Regions from separate parts of the Mus musculus genome. Here all the other regions are linked to region 1. Evidence: chromatin contacts called from public promoter capture Hi-C data. All regions are on one chromosome and are shown on one strand. The core of a region is the stretch at or near the end of the contact, and the rest is flanking DNA. Distances in the headings are between cores, read along the strand shown.

What was found. Promoter capture Hi-C pulls out the DNA fragments that hold promoters and counts their contacts.
Region 2: a promoter capture Hi-C map of pre-B cells shows a contact between it and region 1. The contact joins the promoter of Ube2s here to the promoter of Tomm40 in region 1. A contact is called at or near these places in 3 of 39 promoter capture datasets (cranial neural crest, maxillary cranial neural crest and pre-B cells).
Region 3: a promoter capture Hi-C map of pre-B cells shows a contact between it and region 1. The contact joins the promoter of Tbcb here to the promoter of Tomm40 in region 1. A contact is called at or near these places in 3 of 39 promoter capture datasets (cranial neural crest, pre-B cells and second pharyngeal arch cranial neural crest).
Region 4: a contact with region 1 is called in a promoter capture Hi-C map of pre-B cells. The contact joins the promoter of Zfp865 here to the promoter of Tomm40 in region 1. A contact is called at or near these places in 4 of 39 promoter capture datasets (cranial neural crest, frontonasal cranial neural crest, maxillary cranial neural crest and 1 more).

The regions. Positions count from the first base shown.
Region 1 is chr7:19,714,052-19,716,751 of GRCm38.p6, reverse strand. Tomm40 (translocase of outer mitochondrial membrane 40) reads left to right here and starts at 1,323. Exons shown (of 10, transcript NM_016871.2): 1 at 1,323-1,394; 2 at 1,493-1,771; 3 at 2,392-2,459. The coding sequence starts at 1,498. It overlaps Nectin2 (nectin cell adhesion molecule 2), which reads left to right. Exons shown (of 9, transcript NM_008990.3): 9 at 1-108. It overlaps Gm38955 (a long non-coding RNA gene), which reads right to left and starts at 1,288. Exons shown (of 2, transcript XR_881874.2): 1 at 763-1,288.
Region 2 is chr7:4,810,918-4,813,617 of GRCm38.p6, reverse strand. Ube2s (ubiquitin-conjugating enzyme E2S) reads left to right here and starts at 1,278. Exons shown (of 4, transcript NM_133777.2): 1 at 1,278-1,455; 2 at 2,062-2,209. The coding sequence starts at 1,453.
Region 3 is chr7:30,230,913-30,233,612 of GRCm38.p6, reverse strand. Tbcb (tubulin folding cofactor B) reads left to right here and starts at 1,416. Exons shown (of 6, transcript NM_025548.4): 1 at 1,416-2,033; 2 at 2,344-2,487. The coding sequence starts at 1,920. It overlaps Polr2i (polymerase (RNA) II (DNA directed) polypeptide I), which reads right to left and starts at 1,539. Exons shown (of 6, transcript NM_027259.1): 1 at 1,209-1,539; 2 at 1,077-1,131; 3 at 790-863; 4 at 632-706; 5 at 495-546; 6 at 226-328. The coding sequence starts at 1,267. The coding sequence ends at 266. Ovol3 (ovo like zinc finger 3) reads left to right here. Exons shown (of 4, transcript NM_001289817.1): 4 at 1-316. The coding sequence ends at 174.
Region 4 is chr7:5,018,961-5,021,660 of GRCm38.p6, reverse strand. Zfp865 (zinc finger protein 865) reads right to left here and starts at 1,285. Exons shown (of 3, transcript NM_001290426.1): 1 at 1,006-1,285.

The DNA of each region.
Region 1 (2,700 bases), core at 74-2,573:
TATGTGTGTGTGATGGAGAATCTGGGCATCTGGGTTGGGAATTTTATTTTGTAAGCATTTCCTACATAATATGAGTTTCTACTTTGATAAAGTCTTGTGTTTTCTGTGAGATGTGAAGTGAGTGGGGTACAATGAGGCCTGAAGCTTGAAAGGCATCCGTGATCTGTAAGTCAACAGAGAATGGACTCCCCTCCCTCCCCAAAAAGTCAAAAAAAAATGCCCCAGAAATTAATGAGTCATAAGCAAAACCGCATCAACCAAAAGAAAAAACGGTAGGCATGCAAGAAGTGTCTAAGATCATGAGGCAAATACTATTTTCAATGAAGCCCCCAAGGCGTGATGGGTAATGGAGCTAAACGAATGAGCCAGAAGCAAAGTAAGAAACGAGGGCTGTAGGCGTAGTGGGTAGTCGCCAGAAGGTAAAAGATTCCAAGATAGTTCATTAGAGAAAGGCCGGAAGGATGGGAAACGTGAACAGGCAGACACGAGCTAAACCGAGCCAAGGGATTGAAGCTCAATGAATGGGGGAATGAATGCTGGGTAATGGGAAAGGAATGAATGGGCCAAAGATAGAAGCTACAGTGACGCAAGGAGCAGACGGCATGATGGGTAAAAAAATAAAAGGGGGTGGGGGGGTCAAGGCAGCTGCGGCGTTAAGGGAGAAAGCGGCATTGTGGGTAGGCAGAGGCCGGCAGGTTATCCCAGAACTGGTTTGAAACCTTCCCGAGGCACTGTGGGAAGGGGCAGCACTTCCGGCTTTACCGTCGGGGACCCTGCCTCTCCACCGCGGTGCCTGTCGGGACGCGAGACCTGACCTTGCTGCCTAGCAGCGTCTGCAGCGCAACGCACCTCTACTGATGTCCCCTGACCCTGGCGCATTGGCCAATGAGAGACCTAGCACGCACGTCACCATGGCCGGCCCATTAGACATACTGTAGCCAATTAGAATGTGAGTTGAGCCAAGGTCCACCAATAGTCAAGGCATTTTCTGGGGCGGGTCTCCGCGCCTCCAAAAGGAGGGCGGGGCAATGAGCAGGTAGGCGTGTCAATGCGTGTGCTATCGACAAATAGCGAACTAGCTCCAGCCCCGCGGCGTCGCGAACCAATGAACTTGGGATACACGAGCCAATAGGAAGGTAGAGGAAGCTGCACTGACTGATTTCGACTAGGAACCAATAGGAGTAGGGCTTCAACAGAAGGGTGGAACTTCCTGCTAATTCTCCAATAGAATGTCTTTCTTCTAGGGCGGTGGGCGGATCTCGGAGGACACCGAACCAATAGAATCCATGGGGCGGGAAAACAGCGGTGGCGGCGGCGGCAGCGGGTTCGGTTGCGCTTAGCGCACGGGGTAGGAGCGGAGCCCAGGCCGGGAAGAGGAGCCGCCGCGGCCGCCAGTGAGAGCCGAGTCCGCTTTGGGTGGGAAGGGCCTGGGGTTGCATCCGGGGGTGTGCGTGTCGCCCCGATCCCTGCCCTCTGACCTTTCCCCTCGCAGATACCATGGGGAACGTGTTGGCTGCCAGCTCTCCGCCCGCAGGGCCACCGCCGCCTCCTACGCCGTCCCTCGTGGGGCTCCCGCCGCCGCCTCCTTCGCCGCCAGGCTTCACTCTGCCGCCGCTCGGCGGCGGCCTGGGCACTGGGTCAAGCACTGGCCGTGGTTCGGAACGGACTCCCGGGGCTGCGGCCAGCGGCGCTGCGGCGGCCTCGGAAGATGGGAGCTGCGGATGCCTGCCCAACCCGGGGACGTTCGAGGAGTGCCACCGGAAGTGCAAGGGTGAGGGGCGCCAGGCCCGAGTAGCCCCAGGGAAAGGGAAGGGACCCCCCGGAGGATTGGCGCACATCGTTGCAATCATTAAACAGAACGTTGGAAGCTGATGATGGATTGGAAGGGTGGGACCTTGAACTTGGGGCTCGAAACTGCGATCAGATGATGAACTCGTTGGGGAAGAATGCCACAGCAGGAGGGAGAAGTCTTAGGGTACTGAGAGCCAGGGGACCAACCCCACCAAGATTCAGGAGTGTGATCAGGAAGGGAATTATAGTCCAAGGTCACGGTGTCAAGAGGTTTTCCCCAATGTTCCTGTGAGGGGTTCGACCCAAGGATCCTAGCCTAGGATCTTTTGACAATTTGATCATAAGAGGGAGGACATTCTTACTCTCGATAGTTAAGTGTGTTAACTTACTAAATACTGAGGACAGTTCTGTGTGGTGAGAACTGTAAGCATGAGAAGTTAGGCAGGAGAGTGAATTTCCTAAGTTGAGGTGACTGCACTGGGTTTAAAATGTGCAAAGGGCCAAGGTTCCTCTAGTGGTGGAATTAGTGAGATAAGAGTTTGTGAAGAGAGCTTGGGATGGGAGAAGAATCTGGGGTATGACAGCATCTCTCTTCTGCAGAGCTGTTTCCAGTTCAGATGGAAGGTGTCAAACTTACAGTCAACAAAGGGTTGAGCAACCGTTTCCAGGTGAGCCTTTCTGGTGCCTTGACCCTCCAGAGGTCACAACAGCGATACTCCTCCATGCATACAGATCCCCTCACTCTTAAAGGCTTGGGGTTTTTGGTAGGTAGCAAGATTCAGATAGCACTCCAATGGCACCACTGGCCAGGGCAGAGGTGGGAAGATCGTACTCCCAAGACCAGACCAGCATGCATCAAAAGACCCTATATCAAAACATAAAAGACAAACTAACAGGAAGACTCAAGAA
Region 2 (2,700 bases), core at 29-2,528, about 15 Mb after region 1:
GGATGGATATAAAAGGAACGAGGCCAGGGTATGGTGGCATACACTTTTAATCTCAGTATTCAGGAAGTAGAGGCAGGTGATCTCTGTGAGTTCAGGCCAGCCTGGTCTATAGCTCGAGTTTCAGGAAGGTCAGCCAGGCCTGCACAGAAAAACCCTGGCTTGAAAAGCCAAAACAAGGGCTGAAGAGATGGCTCAGCGGTTAAGATCATCGACTGCTCTTCCGAAGGCCCTGAATTCAAATCCCAGCAACCACATGGTGGTTCACAACCATCTGAAAACAGCTACAGTGTACTTACATAAAACAATAAATAAATCTAAAAAAAGAAAAGCCAAAACAACAACCCCCGACCCCGGGGGAAAAAGGAGTTCCAGGCCAGTAATGAAATTCTGTCTCTCAAAAAGTTAACAGAAGTCTATGGGGTCTGGAGGTCAGTCACAAAGCTCTCAATAAGGACGTGAGACTTCCCTGACTTCTTCCTCTGGCACCCCTACAGAAACAATGGTGGCAAAAGTCACAAGTCATACTCTAGAGGATCAGGAAGTCCAAGCCCTCGGAGTCAACCAACCTGATTTTGAGGGCTTCCTAACACATAACAGGAGCGCAGAACAAAATGGAGCCCCATAGACAAATTATGTCCACACTTCCGCCCTTCCATGGCTTCCAGGTGAGGTCGCCAGACTCCCAGCGTAACATTTGCATACACAAAAGAAATTGAGACATTTCATTGGTCGAGGTTGGAGTCTATCACACTGAGCTGGCTTCCCATTAGTAGCTTTCAATTCCTACCTGCCCCACAAGTCCAGATCACGACCGCCCCTGTTTATTGGTCAAGGCCCCTTCCGTCATCCCTTTAACCCCTCCAGTCCTGTCTTCCCTCGCTCCGCCCCTTCCCCTGCCTAACCGTTAGTCGCGTGCGCGTCTTTCTCCAGGCCGGAGCGCGCGCGCGCACCCCAAGTCGTGGCGGCGTCTCATTCAAACGGTCCAATCAGCGGCCACGTCGCCTCGGCGGGCGCCCCCTTTCTCTCTGCTCTAGGTTTTTAGCCGCTTGGTTCTCCCAGGTCAACTCCTCAGCCGGCGTGAGCCCTCATTGTGATAGCACTCCTCACAAACTGGGTTCGAACTTCTGCTACTATTCTGACAAGAACAGAGAAAAGAGCGTTGACCGCCCAGCAACGTGCGCGTTGACGTACGCGGTCGAGACGTGCCGTGAGGGGGCGGGGCCTGCGAGTAGCTATAAAAGTGCGGTGTTGGGCGCGCGGCCGGTTCTACCGAGGAGCAGACGTAACGTTGTGAGCGTTTCGTAGCGGACGTCGGAATTAGTGGGAGCGGAGTGGGGCCTCGGGGGCCTCGCTAGGGCCACAGCGGCCGGCAGTTGGGCCCCCCGCCCCGGCCGGCGGTCCGAGGAGTGCAGGAAGGGGGCCGGGGGGACCCGCCCCCGGCCGGCTGAAGTCATGGTGAGTGACGCGGGAGGCCCGAGGGGCCGTTGGGGACTCGGGCAGAGGAGGCGACTGCGGCGTCCCAAGTGTTTTCTGGCCAGCTTCTGAGTGCTTTGGTGGCATGGCTGAACGTCCGGAGCCAGGAGTCGGCCCCAGGGCCTTTCAACAAACGGTGCGGGAGCCCAGGCAGCCCTCGGAACCTTGGGGAGGGCTTTGGGCGCCTTGCGGCCCGCCCATGGGTGTTTTAAGGAGCAAGACATCCCGCCGCCATTTCGTCCAGCCTTTTTCTTTTTGGTGTGTGTGGGGGGGCGGCGGTTGATGGGGTTGTTTCAAGCCTAAGTAGGGGAAGGGCTCCGGCTAGGCCTCAGGCCCACCTGGAACCAGTAGTGGACCCATGCGCGTCTTAACGAGCGCTTTGGGTAGGTTCGGGTACGCTGAGCCACGTAGAAGCTTTTTCTGAGACACCGTCCCGGTCAGCCATGGGGCAAAAGCCAGAAGCATCTTAGGTCCAGTTGACAGGCAGTGATTGACAACCTCGGACCTCTAAAGTCTGGATTCTGGTATCCACCCACCTTAATCCTAGCTATTTCAGGCTGCTCACTCTCCTTTTCCCTCCGTGCCTAGAACTCCAATGTGGAGAATCTGCCGCCCCACATCATCCGCCTAGTGTACAAGGAGGTGACAACACTGACGGCAGACCCACCTGATGGCATTAAAGTCTTCCCCAATGAGGAGGATCTCACAGACCTGCAGGTTACCATCGAGGGCCCTGGTGAGTGTGAGCACGGAAGGGAGGGGCCACTTGACCAGATTTCTTCTGTCTTGTGGCTGTGGGACAAATAGGATTCAGCCTCTCAGGTGCTTATGACAAAATGTGGCCTTTTGCTTAGGCTTGCATTAAGGCTGTCAAGTGTTACTTTCCAGAGACGTGAGGATGCATATAAGTGAAGCAGAAATAGAAAGTGTAGCTGGGCGTGGTGGTGCACGCCTTTAATCCCAGCACTCGGGAGGCAGAGACAGGCGAATTTCTGAGTTCGAGGCCAACCTGGTCTACAGAGTGAGTTCCAGGACAGTCAGGGCTACACAGAGAAACCCTGTCTTGAAGAGAAAAAAAAAAAATGTATGCCAGGGGATCTGAAACACTAATCAATCGAATGTCCCAAGACTAAACAAAAAGCATTGTGAGGGGAAACTGGTGGTAATAAGCTGATTTGCATATTTTAAGCAAACCAGTTAGATTTTTCAGACCTCATTTGTCAACTG
Region 3 (2,700 bases), core at 167-2,666, about 11 Mb before region 1:
GCTTTCACCCAGCGCTGTTCCCTGGAAGCTCACCTTGCCAAGGTGCACGGGCAGCCAGCCAGCTACGCTTACCGGGAGCGCAGGGAGAAGCTGCACGTGTGTGAAGACTGTGGCTTCACCAGCTCTCGGCCGGATGCTTATGCGCAGCACCGCACCCTACACCGCACGACCTGATAAGACTGGCTGCTCCCTACCCACGAGAGAAATAAACACGGGAAACACTAGTGTAGAAACTGGCATTTATTACAGGTGGAAGAAGGAACGATCACTCAGTCCAGCGGTGGCCGCAGTGTGGGGCAGTGCAAACATAGTACAGGCGCATGGCGTCCTAGCAATAAGAACGTTCAGTCAGGGTCTGGACCCAGAGGATAGTGTGAGGACCAAAAGAAACGATCAAAGAAACTTTCCCAATCTTGATTTGAGTAAACAGGATCAACCCAAAACTGGCGTGTCCCCCCCACCCCTACCCCCCCAAGCACCCAGCCGCCACTCACCTCAGCTCGGGCACTGTGTGACTGAAAGAACACTGCCTCCTTGTGGCCACACCTGAGGGAATGGTTCAGTTACTAAACCGCGAAAGACCTCTCTGTGCACAGCCACTCCTCTTTCCCTATGCCAGCTGCGTACTCACTTCTGGCACGGGTGGTCCTCCGTCCGGGGCAACGTGGGGTCCTGGGACACGTCTGCGATGATCTGGGTCAGCTCGCTGCAGGCATAGGGAAGTAATTAGCGGTCAGGCCGGGTGTCCTAAGAGGTGACCCGTGCCCCAAGCGAGGTCCCGCCACTCACTCCACTTCGTGCGTGATTTTGTTGACGTAGATGCAGCTGTTGTCGGCTTCCTGCTGGTAATCGCAATTCCGGCACTGCAGACGGGAGAGCATGTGGGAGGAGTGTCACAAACAGATCAGATCTCCAACAAGACTGGACAGGAAGGCAGGGTGTTCCCAAGGAGGGCATGGACAACATGGGAGAGAGGGTGTGCTGAGGGGTAGTCAAGAGGCGAAAGCGTGGGGGAGCCAGCAGGGAGCGCGCAGGGAAGGCGTGAACCCGCGGGCGAGAGGGTTGCCGGTACTCACCGCGTACAGCAGAATGCGATTTTCCTTGTCCTCCTTGGGGTACAGCATGTTATTACTGTGGGGAGGGGAGGTCAGAGGTCAGCCCTGGAGCCAGTCCTCACTGCCTTCCCACACCTACTGCCCGGGCCTCACCATTCCTGGCAGAACCGAATACCCACGAAGCCAGGCTCGTACGTCCCGTCGGGTTCCATAGCGACTGGGCTGCTGAGCCTTCTGCGCTTGCGCGGGCGCGCTACGGAACGCGGGAAGGGTCGCACACCGAAGCTGCACCAAACTAGGGCGATGCTGCGCGCATGCGCGGGTTCCTTATTTTTTTATTTTTTTTATTTTTTTTTTTATGGATGTCTGGCTGACGGCTTGCGTCGATCCTTTGATACCCTCTGCTACTCACTCCCGATTTCGGAACCTGCTTCCCAACTCCGAGTGGAATGGATCTAGGACAAGGGCTGGGACTATGATGCGCGATGTCATCCGCAAGGCGCTGAGCGTGAACGAGAGAATCCGCTGCTCTCTTCTTGGCCCAAGGCCAGTGCACATGCGCCGAACTTACACTCGGCGGACCGGGACAACTCCAGCCATTCTTCCCGGCTTCGGCCTCCTCCCGCCCTCCTCTCCTGCTTCCCGTGCACGGAAGGCCTCTCGGGATTGGTTGGACGTACCCGAGAATCCGCCTGTCCGTGGAGAAAGAACAGCAGCGATTGGCTGGCCATGTTAGGTGGAGAACTTGCATTGGTCAGCTCCAGAACAAGGGGCGGGACCTATATCCCAGAAGCAGCGGCGGCCACTGCGGAGCCGGTGTGAGACGGCTGAACCGCACCGCGGGCCACTCCGGGGCGCAGCGAGATGGAGGTGACGGGGATATCGGCGCCCACCGTGATGGTTTTCATCAGCAGCTCCCTCAACAGCTTCCGTTCGGAGAAGCGATACAGTCGTAGCCTCACCATCGCAGAGTTCAAGGTGTGGCCGTGGGGGCGGGGTCCGGAGGGGCGGGGCAAAGAAAAGGGAGTAGGGGGCTGAAAACTAGTGGGCGAACCTGGAGGGAAGGTTGCAGAGACTGACAGCCAGCCTCCCAGGCCTGGGAGCCCCGGAGAACAGAGTCCACCGAGTAGGGGCAGGACCCGGGAAAAATCAGACACTCCAGAGAGCCGAGGGGGCGGGTCCAGAAGGAACTGGTCCAAGGTGGGTCTTTTTGGAACTTGTTTGTTGATCAAAGTCTGAAGATGAGGCCTCTGACAGCCTTTCTCCTCATCTTGCCTCTTTACTGCAGTGTAAACTGGAGCTGGTGGTGGGCAGCCCTGCTTCCTGCATGGAACTGGAGCTATATGGAGCAGACGACAAGTTCTACAGCAAGTTGGATCAGGAGGATGCACTGCTGGGCTCCTATCCTGTGGATGACGGCTGTCGCATCCATGTGAGGACACCCTTTCCCGGGACCCGCCCCACATTCATTCACTAATTTATTTCTTCAACAAATACCATGTTTTGCCCAGTGTGATAACCAGTATAGGCTCTAGCCACATGGAAGCCCCAGTTCAGCCTGGTCAGAAGCAGACATTCAGTAGACAGTGACAAACCAGAGTTGTCTGAACTGGCTTAGGGGGAGGGAGCTCACGGGAAATTCATC
Region 4 (2,700 bases), core at 36-2,535, about 15 Mb after region 1:
AGAGCAGCACTGTTTCTGATCTGCCTCTCAACTAGGCTGTAAGCACCCTGTAAAATGAGGGCTCGTTGCATCTCTCTCCTCTCTGAAACTGCAAGGCCTGGGTATAGAATGGCGGTGTTCATTCAGCGAAGAATAAAACCTATGGGAAAAGATGTAAGCAGAGCCAGGTCTTTCCTAGGAAGTTTGGGGACAATGTCAAGAGACTTGGCCAAAGATGGGGTCAAGAGCTGCTGATACTCCGGGAAGGAACATTCTCTGCTAACTTGCATTGTCCTGGGATTGCAGAAGCCAGGATGAGGGGAGGGGGGGGAAGTGGGCCAGGAGTGTTTCATGAGAATCTGATGCTAACCAGGCAGATGTTTCTCCCTAAACGGGTAAAAGGCCATGGTATTAAAAAACTCTGGAGGGAGCTGTCCCCCTGGGGGGGGGCGGGGGAGTTGAATTTGAAGAGGTCTTTTTGGGTCAGTTGCAGGAAAAGGTCCTTAAAACGCACTTTTAGCATGGGCCAGAATAGAAAATATTTTTTGCACCCACAAAGAGGGCATGGGGAGTGGGTTGTGTGTGGTCAGACATAGTAGGGGGCAACCCTAGTCACAAAGTACTAATGCTACACCCCCTGGAAGCAATCCTACAGTAGATAGGAACAGAGGGTTCAGGAGCAGCTACCCTGTAAGCACAGCCAAGCCGGTGGCAAGCAGAGGATCTCGTGGAGGAAGCTGATGAGGCGGCAGGGAAAGGATTCGTGGGGGGCCCTGGCACTTGAGAGGTTCTTTACTAATGAAATCGAGCTGTTAGCCATCCCACGGTATTAGGGGGCATCTACGGGTAAGATATCTGGAGTGATCTTGTAGGGGACTAGTGGTTGGGGATCCCCTGCCTCGGGCCCGGCAGTGAAGCACTGACATTCTTGGGGGGGGGGTGCGTTCTGGGGACTGCGGCAGGGCAGGGCGAGGCCCCCCGCCCCCGAGGAACCCGGGTCCCCGGGCCGCACACCCAGTCACTCACCGGCGCTGGGGTCTCCGCCGGGAGGAGGCTGAGGAGGCGGAGGAGGTGCCGCCGCTCCGGGGAGACCCGAGGGCCCAACCGGAAGTGCCGCCCCTTCCCCCTCAACTCCCCACCAGCCCCGCGCCTCCTGCCCGGAAGCGGAAGTCGCGCCCGTTCCCCCAAGCGCCGGCGTGGAGGATGGTGGCGGAGGAACGGGTAAGGGAAATTACGCCGGCACTAGACACGGGAGGGGAACAGCCAAGGCTGCTTCCGGTGGGCGAACGGGGCCTAGTGCGCATGCGCCCATTGCGCCCGCTTCTTCTTAGGGCACCACCCACAGGCTCCAGGCTTCCGGTTAGGACGCACCCTAGACTCGGGTCTCAAGCCAAAGCCTCGCTTCCTAGGCTGGACCACGCCCATCTCTGAACGTCCCGTTATAGGCCGGTCGGATTCCTTTTTCTGCACCTCCGATTAGTTTGTTCTATTCTTTCTTCGCTCCAAATCTCTACTTTTGGAACTCCAGCCTCTCAGACGGGTCACACCTACAAGCCACGCCCCCTTCTAAATCCTGCCCCTTACACAAAAAAGCTTTGTACAGCCTGTTGCATATAAGGGACATCGGTTTTCTTTTGTGTTGTTGTTGTTTTAAACCTTTTGATTTATTTCTTCTTTTGAGACAGAGCCTCCTCACACTGTGGTCAGGGTGGCCTTGAACTCCTTTTTTTTTTTTTTTTTTTTTTTTTTTGGTTTTTCGAGACAGGGTTTCTCTGTATAGCCCTGGCTGTCCTGGAACTCACTTTGTAGACCAGACTGGTCTCGAACTCAGAAATCCGCCTGCCATTGGATACCAAGTGCTGGGATTAAAGGCGTGCGCCACCACGCCGGGCTTCAGGGTGGCCTTGAACTCTTGTATAGGCTATAATGGCTTCAAACTTGCAGCAATACTACCAGAGCCTTCAGGAATTCTGGGATTATAGTGATGACTCTTTAATGACTTGTATGTAGTCCTGCCTCGCACCTTGAAAGCATTCCTTTAAAGTTAGTTGTTAGCAACCATTGGCATCAATTAGCTCAATGCTCTTTAACTCTTAACCCAGACTTACTGAATATAAAGCGTTGGGATGGATCTTAGGAATCCATTTGAATTGAAACACTTCTGATGCACTCTTAGATGAGAACCACAGCTTTGGCACACTTTACACTTAGCCACTCAGAGCTCTATAAATCTTTCTTAATTCAGCCCCATTACACTACAGACAGCTAAGCCTAATTCTATGCATCCAAGCTCTCCCTTGTTGTTTTTCTTCCCTCTCCATGGCCTGAATGGCAGTCACGTCTAACAGTTAAGCCTTGGCCTCTTTTTTTTCTTTTTGTTTTGTTTTTGTTTGTTTGTTTGTTTTTTCGAGACAGGGTTTCTCTGTGTAGCCCTGGCTGTCCTGGAACTCACTCTGTAGATCAGGCTGGCCTGGAACTCAAAAATCCGCCTATCTCTGCCTCCCAAGTGCTGGGATTGAAGGCTCAGCTTCGCAAGCCTCTATTAAAAGATCTCTTAACAACAACAATCTTGAACTCTGCTTCATTTTGAAAGTATTTCCTTTAAGCCCCACCCTTCATTTAAATACCATTCATTCCCTCTAAATTGCTTTCTGCCAGCCAAGCCTAAACTTCTTTGACCCTCAGACAAATTTTCAGCCTCCTCTTGGGTTGGGCAGCTCC